Regions from separate parts of the Mus musculus genome. Here all the other regions are linked to region 1. Evidence: chromatin contacts called from public HiCAR-type and promoter capture Hi-C data. All regions are on one chromosome and are shown on one strand. The core of a region is the stretch at or near the end of the contact, and the rest is flanking DNA. Distances in the headings are between cores, read along the strand shown. Region 1 has its middle 66 kb from the start of 1810046K07Rik. Region 2 holds the start of Fdx1 (ferredoxin 1). Region 3 has its middle 5.7 kb from the start of 4933407I05Rik.

Region 1 (3,544 bases), core at 650-3,149:
AGAATACATTCTGGATCCCAAACAACACCCAATTAATGTAAATTACCTTAGCAGGGAAGTTTTGTGAGCATCAGGGTTTCCATGCATCTATTTCTATTCACAGTTACATACTTAATCATGAGATTACTGAGCAGACAAAGAGGTTCACCCAGACTAGCACCAGCAGTTGAAAAAGAAGAGCCCACTTGATTGCATGCCTTCTCCCTCTCAGTCCAGCACTAGGGTCAGGGGTCATCTTGTTGATGGTTCTTTGTTCTGTGGCCATCAGAGCACCAAGCTGTTTCTGCTCATAAGGCAATTATATTGCAGGCTAGCCACTATATATTTGTCAAGTAAAGATCTAGGTTAGATCAGTCTGAGCAGAGACACCAATAGCCCTGCTTTACTTCTCTTGCAGGTTCAGGTCATCCACACATGTAGACAGTCTCCATCTACAATGGGACAAACTTTTCAACTTTATGATGCTGTAAAAGATGGCCTTCACCAGAAATTGCACTCTGAATTTCCAATTTTCATGTTTCCCCAGGATAATGATACAGATGTGTCCTCTGTCATGATTCTGGGAGCCCCAGCTCACGGTTAACCACAGGTTTATAAGGGAGAAAACAGATAGTCTACAGAACACTATGCTACTAAGCTGTGATGTTAGGCCATTTGGTGCAATTTGCTTTAGGGCATTTTCAATTTATGTTAGATCGACTGGGATGCAGTCCAGTTTGAGTTGAATAATTGTATGTAACTTTCTGATGTTCATTCTTTCTTCTTGATGCTAATGCTGGAAGATTCTAGTTATTTCTTTCCCACTTTTTACTTACCTTGATTGAGGTATAATTAACACACAGTAAACCAAAGATATTTAAACTCTGCAACCTGATGACTTGTGACATATAAACATGTTCCTCAAACCGTTGCCAAAATCAAGATATATGTCTGTCTGCAGAAGTCTGTACACTCCTGTGACTCCTTTCTCTACTCCCAACCCTGTCTACACTGCCAGAAGTTCTTGAACTAGTTTCTGAAGTGATGGATTCATAAGAATTTTAAGTAACTGATATGCTCTCTTTTTCTCTTCTGGCTTTGCCTGCTACATACTGACTTTGAGAATAACTTGCCAAATATCGGTAGCTCTTTCTTTTATGTCTAAACATAGTTGGACTCACAGCATAGGACTCCTTCCAGGTTCTGGCTGCTACAAGTGAAACCACTGTAAACATTTGTATACCCATCTTGTGTGGAGGGATGTGTTTTCAATTATCTTGGTAAATAGCTCAGTGTACAATGGCTGGACCAGATGGCAAATGTAGATTGTCTTTGTAAGACACTGATAAACCCTTTTCAAAGTGGTTTTAATCCACCGGCTGTATGAGGGTCAGTTCTACCAGCACTAGATAAGATCTCTCTGTTACAGAGTTGCACACAGTTTCAATTGACATTTTATAGTAATTTGAAATTAAGAGTGGCCAATATTATTCTGGATTTTGAAGAGAATGGGGGGGAAAACGAGATATAAAAACGAGAATCTAGGCAAGTTAATACCAATCCCTGTCAAAACTCCAGAGCAAGCAGTCAAGCAAGCAGCCAGTAAATATTGTCATAGACTGGCAGGGTTGCTTCTGACTGGAGCTTAGTCTCACAGCTCATACTGAGTGGGGATTATTAATATTTTGCTAAGGCATTATTAGGTCAGGAAGATAAGAGTGGGAATGTAAGATCTAATGACTAAATACAGTCATCAGTGCTTGGCAGTGGCTTTCCGTTATGAGAAGGGCTCATGTGCACCTAGGTGGCTCGAGCCAGCTCCTCTGGGTCTGCCTTTGTTTGCCAGCCGTGTGTCTCCTCGTTCTCATTCTGCAGCAGCGGGGAGTTCTTCGCTTGCCTTTGGGTAGCGTCCAACTCCTCCAACCACCTCGTGTTTCATGACACTAATTTCTGTTTCAGTGTGTACTTTTCCACTCACAGTGGCTTCCTTCCAATCTCCTACATGTTTTTCCATTTAATCTAGTTGTCAACTCAGGGTATTTTTATGAAAAATCACTTGTACGCTGCTTGCCCATAAATTTTTATAATTTTCTAACTGGCTTAAACATAATGTCCCGTTATACCCTTACTCGTTATATTACCTATTGAATATTCAGTGTGGGGACAATCTTCTAATGCTAGTCAGAGGACTTAAGTCATTTAACACATAATGAGTTTTGTTATGCAGTCCATACTGTCTGTATTAACCTTGGCCCAATTTAGCCTTGTTTTTGGTTTTATTCGTGTCCCTTAATCCTAAACCATTCTGAGTTTGAGCAATACTTAATCTACACTGAGTCTATTATTTTAAAAGTTGAGTAGCTTCCCAAACCTGTTTCAATTGTCAGCAAGAAGTAAATTAATGTTGGTTTTCCTGAGTTGGGAAAGGAAAAAAAAATCTCCTTATGGATAAGACCCAGTCATAGGGTTTTCCCCTAGTACTCCGAAAGCATTTCTACAAATTAAAGAATGTAGACTTGCTTGCAGACTCCTAGTGGTTCTTAGAAAAGAAATGAATGTCAACAGAGTAAAAATGAACAGATTTTTATCTTTTAAGTTAAGAAGGACAATGAGAAAAATTGTTCATGGTCATCTTTTTGACTAGATAAAGGAAGTGTCAATAAGGTGTCCCACGCCCAAACCTCCATCTAATGAGCTAACAAAGAATCCAGAAGCCATCCAGAAATTAAAATGCATCACTGAGACTGGGAAACCAACCCTGCATGCAGTACTCAAGGGCAGCTAGAAGGATATCCTTAACTAGATGTATAAGACTATAGAAGATTGTCTAACTAGAAATAGAAGACTAACGATCTGGGACCAGGGCAGTCTCTGGTCTATGAAGGCAACTTCCCTTAGCTTATCAATACACTATAAAACAGTGTTCTAAATGTGCTTATGAAACTAACTTGAAGTCCTTAAATAAAATCACATCCAAATAAGCTAACAGAGATGGGCCAGTTTCCCCTCCCCATCCTGGAAGACCATGTGTTTTATGGGGCTTTGTTGTTTATGACACACTACAGTTTGAATTAGTAGGGTTCACAGAAACATTTCTCAAAATACAGTGTCAAAATCAGCCAAAGAGCTTGTTAGACATAAATTCTTCCCACCACCCTAGAGCTCCTAGAGATAGGGAGAGACAGCCGAGGAATGCGAGTAACTCAGTTTCAGTAAATTTGGAAACTTCTACTTTACACCTCTGAAGAGGATGTGCTGTGATTACAGCCTGGCTCTAATATACGAGATGTTCCAGATACAAGGGTACACTACATAACTTTTTAAATTTTGTGATCTGTAAATCATGCTGATATGTATTCTCTTAAGCCCACCTACCACTAGGGAATTTTAAGCACAATGAGAGATTGTATGAAGTTCATAGTTCAGTATACAGTCTAGAAAGCCTCGTACATTCAGCTTTCTGCATATGCGTGTCGTGATTTGTCCTTACACTGGTGCTTTGAGAGCAAATGTTAGACGAAGTTTTAGAACTAATGTGTCTCAAACCTAACCTACAAAAAAGATG
Region 2 (3,544 bases), core at 678-3,177, 570 kb before region 1:
TTCTGCTGAATGTCCATATCTTCAATCCTTAGCGTGACCTCACCTGCCTTTCAAAGTCTGGAGAACAATTCCCACCCTTGATCTCTATGAAGATGCTTCATGAATTCTAATGCTGATATTGAGTTACCTGGGAACACCAGCTTATTCTAAATGCCTAGTTAAAGCCTTGATATATTGGACTATTAAGATAAAACTACTCAACTACCTTATACACACCCTGCCAAGCAAAGCTTGTTCTTCTACAGGAGGACTGAGATGGAATGCATGCCTTGCCCAGTTCTCCTATGGTTGAATCATCTGATGAAGTTTTAGGTTTTGGGTTTAGGACTGAAAAACAACAAAAGCCTTCTCATCAGGATTTCTTCACCCCTTTCTAACCCGAGTTTTAAACATGATGTTAGCCCAAAGACTAAGGTAATCATGTCTACACCCTGCAGGTTCAATATCCATATGTCCTCTAGAGAGACTTTATACAGGTAGACTATCTCTTTAAATATTCATTTTAAAAGTATTTATTTTCTTGAGGTGTGCATGTGTATTCATGGGGTCAGAATGAGCATGTTCTGGGCATGCATGAGCTACCTGACTATGGGTGCTAAAAACGGAATTCTGCTCCTCTGGACGAGCGGCAAATGTCCTTAACACCTGACCAGTTTTGCACCTCTTAAGTATTACTTTTTAAATATTTTTATTTAAAAATATGTGTGTGTAGGTACGTGTATGCCACATGTCAGTGGGTGCCTGTGGAGGCCCGAGGGCAGAGGATTACTGTGAAACTTGGAGTTACAGTTTTAAGTTGGGAGCCAACTGCAGTGGGTGCTGAGAAACCAAATAAGATCCTGTGCAAGCTCAAGAAGTACTCTAACTGGTGAGCCGTGTGCTCAGCCTCTTGAGAATACCCTTTCTCCTCCCAAATGTATGTGTCTGCCTGAATCTATATCTAATGTGTACCATGTGCATGCCTGGTGTCCGAGGGGCCAGGAGAAAGTTTTGGATCCCCCGGAACTGGAGTTACAGAGAGTTGTGAGCAGCTCTATGGTTTCTGAGTCTTGAACCCAGGCTCTCTGCAAGGGCAACACACATTCTTTACCCCTAGCTACGTCTCCAGCCTCAGCTTGAATATTTAAGTAGTCTTTTACTGTCTTCAGTTCGCTTGCAACATGTGCTTCTGTCCTTCAGCACCTTATCAGGAATGCTCAAGATGATGTATGTATTGCTCATGGTCTGTGACGCAGTTCCTTGCCCTAATTCACCTAACCTCCAGAGTGGCCCTGAGTGTGAGCTTATCCGCAGTCATGGAAACTCTTATCCTCCAAGAGTAATTTATCCAAGGTCTCTGATCAACATAGGACTTAGGTTTGGAGGTTGCGTATCTGACCACAAAAACTCTTTCAAAAATGTACTAGCAATGACAACGTGCGCGTTTTAAAAGTCGGCTTTCTAGTTTTGAAGTCTGTTGAATAGTTACTCATTTAAGAAAAGTTTCCTGTTAACTTCTCAGGATTTTATATATTCAGTTTGTCAGTTCAGGCTGACCGTTATTACCTGCTTTCTTCAGCAGCCCTAAATAGCAAATTATTGATTATGAGATAGTTTATGCTTTTACCTATGCATGTCTCTCTTCATAAAAATGCCTATTGGCATTTTAAAACTTTGTATAACTCTCTGCTGTCCTGTGTAGGAAAAACCTAGGTCCCTTTTGCTGTAACTTGTATTCTAAAGTGTTGGAAACTGTGATAATTTGCTTTGTTTTTGAGGGTCTATGGCAAAAGGCAAAAGTTAATCTGGTGGCTTTTTGGTCAGTCCTTGATGAGTAATTGCTCCAGAGCGCAGAGCTGACTGCAGAAAAAGTTCAAGGTGAACTCTTAACCAGATCCCTGGAACAGTGCTCGGCCCCGCCCCGCGAAGGCGTGGCAGCGGCGAGGCGGGGCGCAGCCGCGGGTTATAGGACACGCAGGGCGCTCGCGGGAGTGTAGCCCTCTCGCAGCCGGACACGCGGGACCTACCCGACCCTCAGCACTGCGCAGGACTCCGCGGGACCCGGAACCTTCCGACAGGGTTATGGCGGCCGCTCCGGGCGCCCGACTCCTGCGCGCGGCCTGCGCCTCCGTCCCTTTCCGCGGCCTTGACCGCTGTCGGCTGCTGGTCTGCGGGACCGGAGCGGGAACTGCCATCTCTCCGTGGACCCCGAGTCCCCGCCTGCATGCAGAGGCCGGGCCCGGCCGGCCGCTGAGCGTGTCTGCGCGCGCGCGGAGCAGGTGAGGCGCGGCGGCAGCGGCGATGGGTCCCTCATCCCGCGGCCTGCGTTTCCGCCCGCGACTCCCTTCCGCCTCGCCTCTCGGTTGCTGGCCCCGCGCCGGAGAGCTCTTCCCGTGACCCTAGTCTTCTGGGCCTGGCTCGGGCGGTGTGGGGCGCTGGCTTTGGGGCTTCCTCGGTGGGTTGTCCTTGTCGACTTCGCCATTGGGGTTGCTTTGTGTTGGCCCTTTGTGCTGACTTCAGGTAGGGTAGGGTTTACACCCGCCCTGTTGACCCAGGGTAACAGTGTAGCCCTTATAGGATGATTTAAGGGATAAACGACCCCGTGAAGGTAACATTGCTCGTGCACCTGATTGAAAGTGAGGGCTCAGTAGGCAGCTGCCTCTTAGCAACAGTTCTGGGGGTCATAGTGTAGAGAATTCTGTGGTGAATGTTGAGAGAGAGAGAGAGAGATGAGAGATTCCCACCACCACCACCATGGGTGGAGATACTGGGTATATTTGTTCTCAAAAGCACGGTCCCCTTAGATTTACTAAAGACGAGATTTACTTACAGGTTTCTAAGTGTAGGGACAAGGTGAGAATCATATAATGTCAATGTCAATGCAAAACACATCTGTTACTTCAAAGGGAAGATGAAAGTTTCTTCAAAGTGAAACAAGAGTGGTTTTGGTCTGGAAACACAGATTAAGGTTTCCCTGGATTGTATGTTACTCGGTGGAAGAACTTAGCTCAACTTTTGTAGTCACAGTCCCAAAGAAAGTCACAAATCAATGTACTTGCCAAATATATTGCTGGGACACCAAGTGGATCACAGGATTATATAAAGCTAACTTACATAGATAGCATTTGGATCGGAAGCCGAATAATATGTTCCAAACGTCTTTACCTGGTAAACATGAAGCTCAGAAATAGTGTCTGGTGATACGTGGCCATTAAAGGCCTTCACTCAAGGTAACTTTGGCTGTCTCTAGATCTGTGGCAATCACCTCTTCACAACACAAATGTTTGTGCCTGGTGTATCAGTCTGCAAAATAGTCAACGCAGATACGGCTTCTTCAGAAAACTTATATTTATAGCAGGAACAAGAATGTGTGTACATACATTTGTGCATACAAATACATTTGTACATACAGATATTTTGCATGACGTGAGAGGGAAATTGTTAGGACCATTCAGTCCTAGTTCTCCTGGCCCCTCCAACCATTCACCCATGGATGCCTTAATTTCTGTGGCAGGTGCTTTCTGGATTTAAGCTGTGACATACATTGTACATAATCAGTGTGACT
Region 3 (3,544 bases), core at 418-2,917, 510 kb before region 1:
GAGTCAACTAGAAAATATCATCCTGACTGGGGTAACCCAATCCCAAAAAACCCACATGATATGCACTCACTGATAAGTGGATATTAGCCCAGAAGCTCAGATTACCCAAGATACAATTTGCAAAACACATGAAATTTAAGAAGAAGGAAGACCAAAGTGTGGATACTTCAGTCCTTCTTAGAAGGGGGAACAAAATACCCATGGGAGGAGAAACAGAGACAAAGTGTGGAGCAGAGACTGAAGGAATGACCATCCCGAGATTTCTCCACCTGGGGATCCACCCCATATACAGTCACCAAACCCAGACACAAGTGCTTGCTGACAGGAGCTTGATATAGCTGTCTCCTGAGAGGCTCTGCCAGTGCCTGACAAATACAGAAGTGGATGTTCTCAGCTAAGCATTGGACTGAGCACAGGGTCTCCAATGGAAGAGCTAGAGAAAGGGTCCAAGGAGCTGAAGGAGCTTGCAGCCCCATAGGAGGAACAACAATATGAACCAACCAGTACCCCCAGAGCTCCCAGGGACTAAACCACCAACCAAAGAGCACATGGTGGGACTCATGGCTCCAGATGCCTATGCAGCAGAGGATGGCTTTGTAGGTCATCAATGGGAGGAGAGGCCCTTGGTCCTGTGAAGGCTTGATGCCCCAATGTAGGGGAATGCCAGGACCAGGAAGCAGGAGTGGGTGAATTGGTGAGCAGGGGGAAGGGGGATTTTTGATGGGAAATGAGGAAAGGGGATAGCATTTGAAATGTAAATAAAGAAAATATCTAATAAAAAAGTAATAAAAATAAAATAAAATGTTTTATTAAAAAATGTTACATTTCCATTAAAGCTTTTTAGGCAATCTAAGTCTCTTTTCTAATAGGGTCTGACATGGAGGCCATGGTAGCACCTTCAGAGGGAGAAATGTAGATAGCAATAATGATGCTCTGTGGTGACCGTGTATTGTCTGAAACTATGTCACCATATGCATTAATTTGTTCAATCCTCATGACAGCCTGTGGAGGTGGAGAACTCATTTTCCCATTGACAGAATCAATGGTCACTATTAGTGGGTAGTCTGCCCGCTGCTACACGCCAGCAAGCCAAATAAAGAAAGCCCTTGTAAGCAGATTTCTGATTTTAAATTCTAGCCTTGTGGAGTGGGAAGGCACACCTAACAGAGTTTTCCTTCTGTCATTGCTGTGTAGGGAGCCTGCTGGGCCTTAGGTACCTTTAACTGAAGCTCAAACCACTGAAAACAGACCTCGAATTTGGTTCATTGCTACAGTTTAAGTCTTGGGTTCTGGAGACTGAGTGATGGAAGATATGACCACCAGGTGGCAGTAGCACACACAGACTCTAGTGCTACTCTGACAGGTCTCATTTGTGGCACATACCTTACCACAGGAAAGTATCTGTGAGAGTCTACAGTTACTGCAGGGGCCACTGCGCAGAAAAGGGAACTCCCAAGGGAGGGGGTCAGAGACCCAGCTGAAATGTCAAGAGTCTGGGTCAGAGAGCTCAGCCGAGTGACAGAGGCTTCTGGGGTTTGTGGTTATCAGGTCTTTCTTATCTATGGTTTGTAGATGTTGGATGAAGCCTCCTGGGTTCTGCATAGTAGACAGGCTCCAAATGGCTAGATGTCTGCTTATTTAGACTATGACTAAAAACAACTGGATGTGTAAAAATCTGTGTTTAGTGCCAGAGCACTTTTGAGCTAACAGGTCTCAGCCTGCTGTGAAGAAGTAAACAGCCCAGAAGCCCATAGGCAGAGGCCACTGTAGCTCTTTTGTGTTATGCTTAGAAAGGTTCTAATTGCTAAGAGAGAACTGACCTACAGAACAGCCCACAGAAACCCACCGATAGCTGTATCAGCCTTGTCACCCACAGTCCTTAGGAGATGAAAGGCATCTTCAGAGGCTGCAAAAGAAAACAAAATCCAGAGATTACCTAATGCTGAATACAAATGCCAAGAAATTTAAGCAATAATGTTTAGTCAGAGCCCTGCTAGTCAAAAGTAAATAACTAAACAAACAATAATCTTGCTTTGGAGATTATTTCTCTTTCTACTAGTACGTGTGATTAATGGGCTAAGTCACTGGCCAGTACTTTATTTTTACAAACACACAAGGGGCTCATAATCACCACAGCAGAAAACACTCTCATTCTGTGCCAGGGGTTACGCTTTTCTGGGTGAGATCTGTAGTGATGCTGGTACATGGTCCTCAGTTAGTGGTCTATGGTAGTAAGTATACACATTTAGAATAAGCATTTTTATAGAATGTCTAATTGACAGAAGAAGGTCCAACCCACTGTGGGTGGTGCCATTCCCTAGGCAGGTGTTTCTGGGCTGTTTGAGGGAGCGAGGCAAGCATCTGCCTGAGTGAGCCAGTAAGCAGCCATGCTCGATGGTTTCGTCTGCAAGTTCCTATAGCAAATAATCATTTTTCATAGCAATTTGAAATTGCTGGCCACTCCCAAGCATTATCTTTATACAAAAGGATCCGCCCCAAGTTGGAAAAACAATAACAAAAATTGATCCGTGTCCTAGTTTCATTTCTGTGGCTGTGACAAAATATCATAACCAAAAGCAACTCAGAGGAGGGAAGGCTTGACTGCAGGAACTTGAAGAAGCAGCCATGGAGGAAGGCTGCTTACTGGCTCACTCAGGCAGATGCTTACCTCACTCCCTCAAACAGTCCAGAAACACCTGCCTAGGGAATGGTACCACTCACAGTGGGTTGGACCTTTGATGTCAATTAGCAATCAAGGCAACTCTGTCTGTACAGACATGCTCATGGATAAACTGACCTAGGGAACTGCTCAGTTGAGGCTTTCCCCTCAGCGGTCCCTTTAGGCTGTGTCAAGCAGATAGTTAAAGCTAACTAGGACCATCTTTCAGTTCAAGAAGTTCTTGATGTATGGTTTTGTTACTTACATCTTACCAAGAAGAGCCAGATGTTCACAATGATGATTTTGGCACTCTGGGTTACACAACAGACAAGTTGGTGCTGTGATTTGGACCCAGGTCATCTGACTTCAGCTTCTAGTATTAGGGACCATGTTATATGCCCTTAGGACTAATACCTCAGCCTGTCCACAGACTGGTGATCTCTGTGTACTGTGACCATGGCAGTTTTGAACAAAGATCTTGTATACAATGACTCTAAAACACATGGAAATTTTGTAAGGCAGAAGTTAGGCAGGGTCGGCTGATGGGGCCTGACACAAAGGGAGAAGAACAAACATATCAGCATTTGTGTTAATGATGGCTCATGGCCAGAAAGTCAGGGGTTCCAACCACAGACCCGACACTTTTCAGCACTAAGCACAAATCACCATGGATCCACAGCTGCGATCAATCCATGTTTTCTCGCTTTGCGTTCAGGTCTGGTCTTTGGAGACTAATGTGAAGAGGTGTAAAAATAAGTTCTGTTGCTAGCCAGATTCATTATGGGCTGCGCCAAGGCCCCCAGCACGGTCTGCCTGGGCTGCAGGATTGATTGGCTCAGGCCCCTCATCCAGCCAAAGACGGGCTGGGCTGGCTGGCCCAAGGCT

What was found. Promoter capture Hi-C pulls out the DNA fragments that hold promoters and counts their contacts. HiCAR-type assays count read pairs that join an accessible place to other places.
Region 2: a contact with region 1 is called in a promoter capture Hi-C map of cranial neural crest, with 4 times the contacts expected there. The contact joins the promoter of Fdx1 here to the enhancer-like site in region 1. A contact is called at or near these places in 6 of 39 promoter capture datasets (the 3T3-L1 cell line, the C10 cell line, cranial neural crest and 2 more) and 4 of 115 datasets of contacts at active chromatin or transcription factors (astrocytes, double positive thymocytes, embryonic stem cells and 1 more).
Region 3: a HiCAR-type map of fibro-adipogenic progenitors shows a contact between it and region 1, with 6 times the contacts expected there. The contact joins two enhancer-like sites. A contact is called at or near these places in 1 of 484 Hi-C or Micro-C datasets (bone marrow-derived macrophages) and 2 of 115 datasets of contacts at active chromatin or transcription factors (T-cell acute lymphoblastic leukemia and fibro-adipogenic progenitors).

The regions. Positions count from the first base shown.
Region 1 is chr9:51,392,911-51,396,454 of GRCm38.p6, reverse strand. No RefSeq gene overlaps it. Among named protein-coding and RNA genes, the nearest start is that of 1810046K07Rik, 66 kb to the right of the region's middle. Within about 2 kb of position 1,899, at least 33 of the 459 cell types and tissues checked have an H3K27ac peak or open chromatin away from gene starts, as enhancers often do. A contact at or near this core is called in fibro-adipogenic progenitors, where this site is marked.
Region 2 is chr9:51,961,985-51,965,528 of GRCm38.p6, reverse strand. It overlaps Fdx1 (ferredoxin 1), which reads left to right and starts at 1,927. Exons shown (of 4, transcript NM_007996.2): 1 at 1,927-2,258. The coding sequence starts at 2,062.
Region 3 is chr9:51,906,949-51,910,492 of GRCm38.p6, reverse strand. No RefSeq gene overlaps it. Among named protein-coding and RNA genes, the nearest start is that of 4933407I05Rik, 5.7 kb to the left of the region's middle. Within about 2 kb of position 1,667, at least 35 of the 459 cell types and tissues checked have an H3K27ac peak or open chromatin away from gene starts, as enhancers often do. A contact at or near this core is called in fibro-adipogenic progenitors, where this site is marked.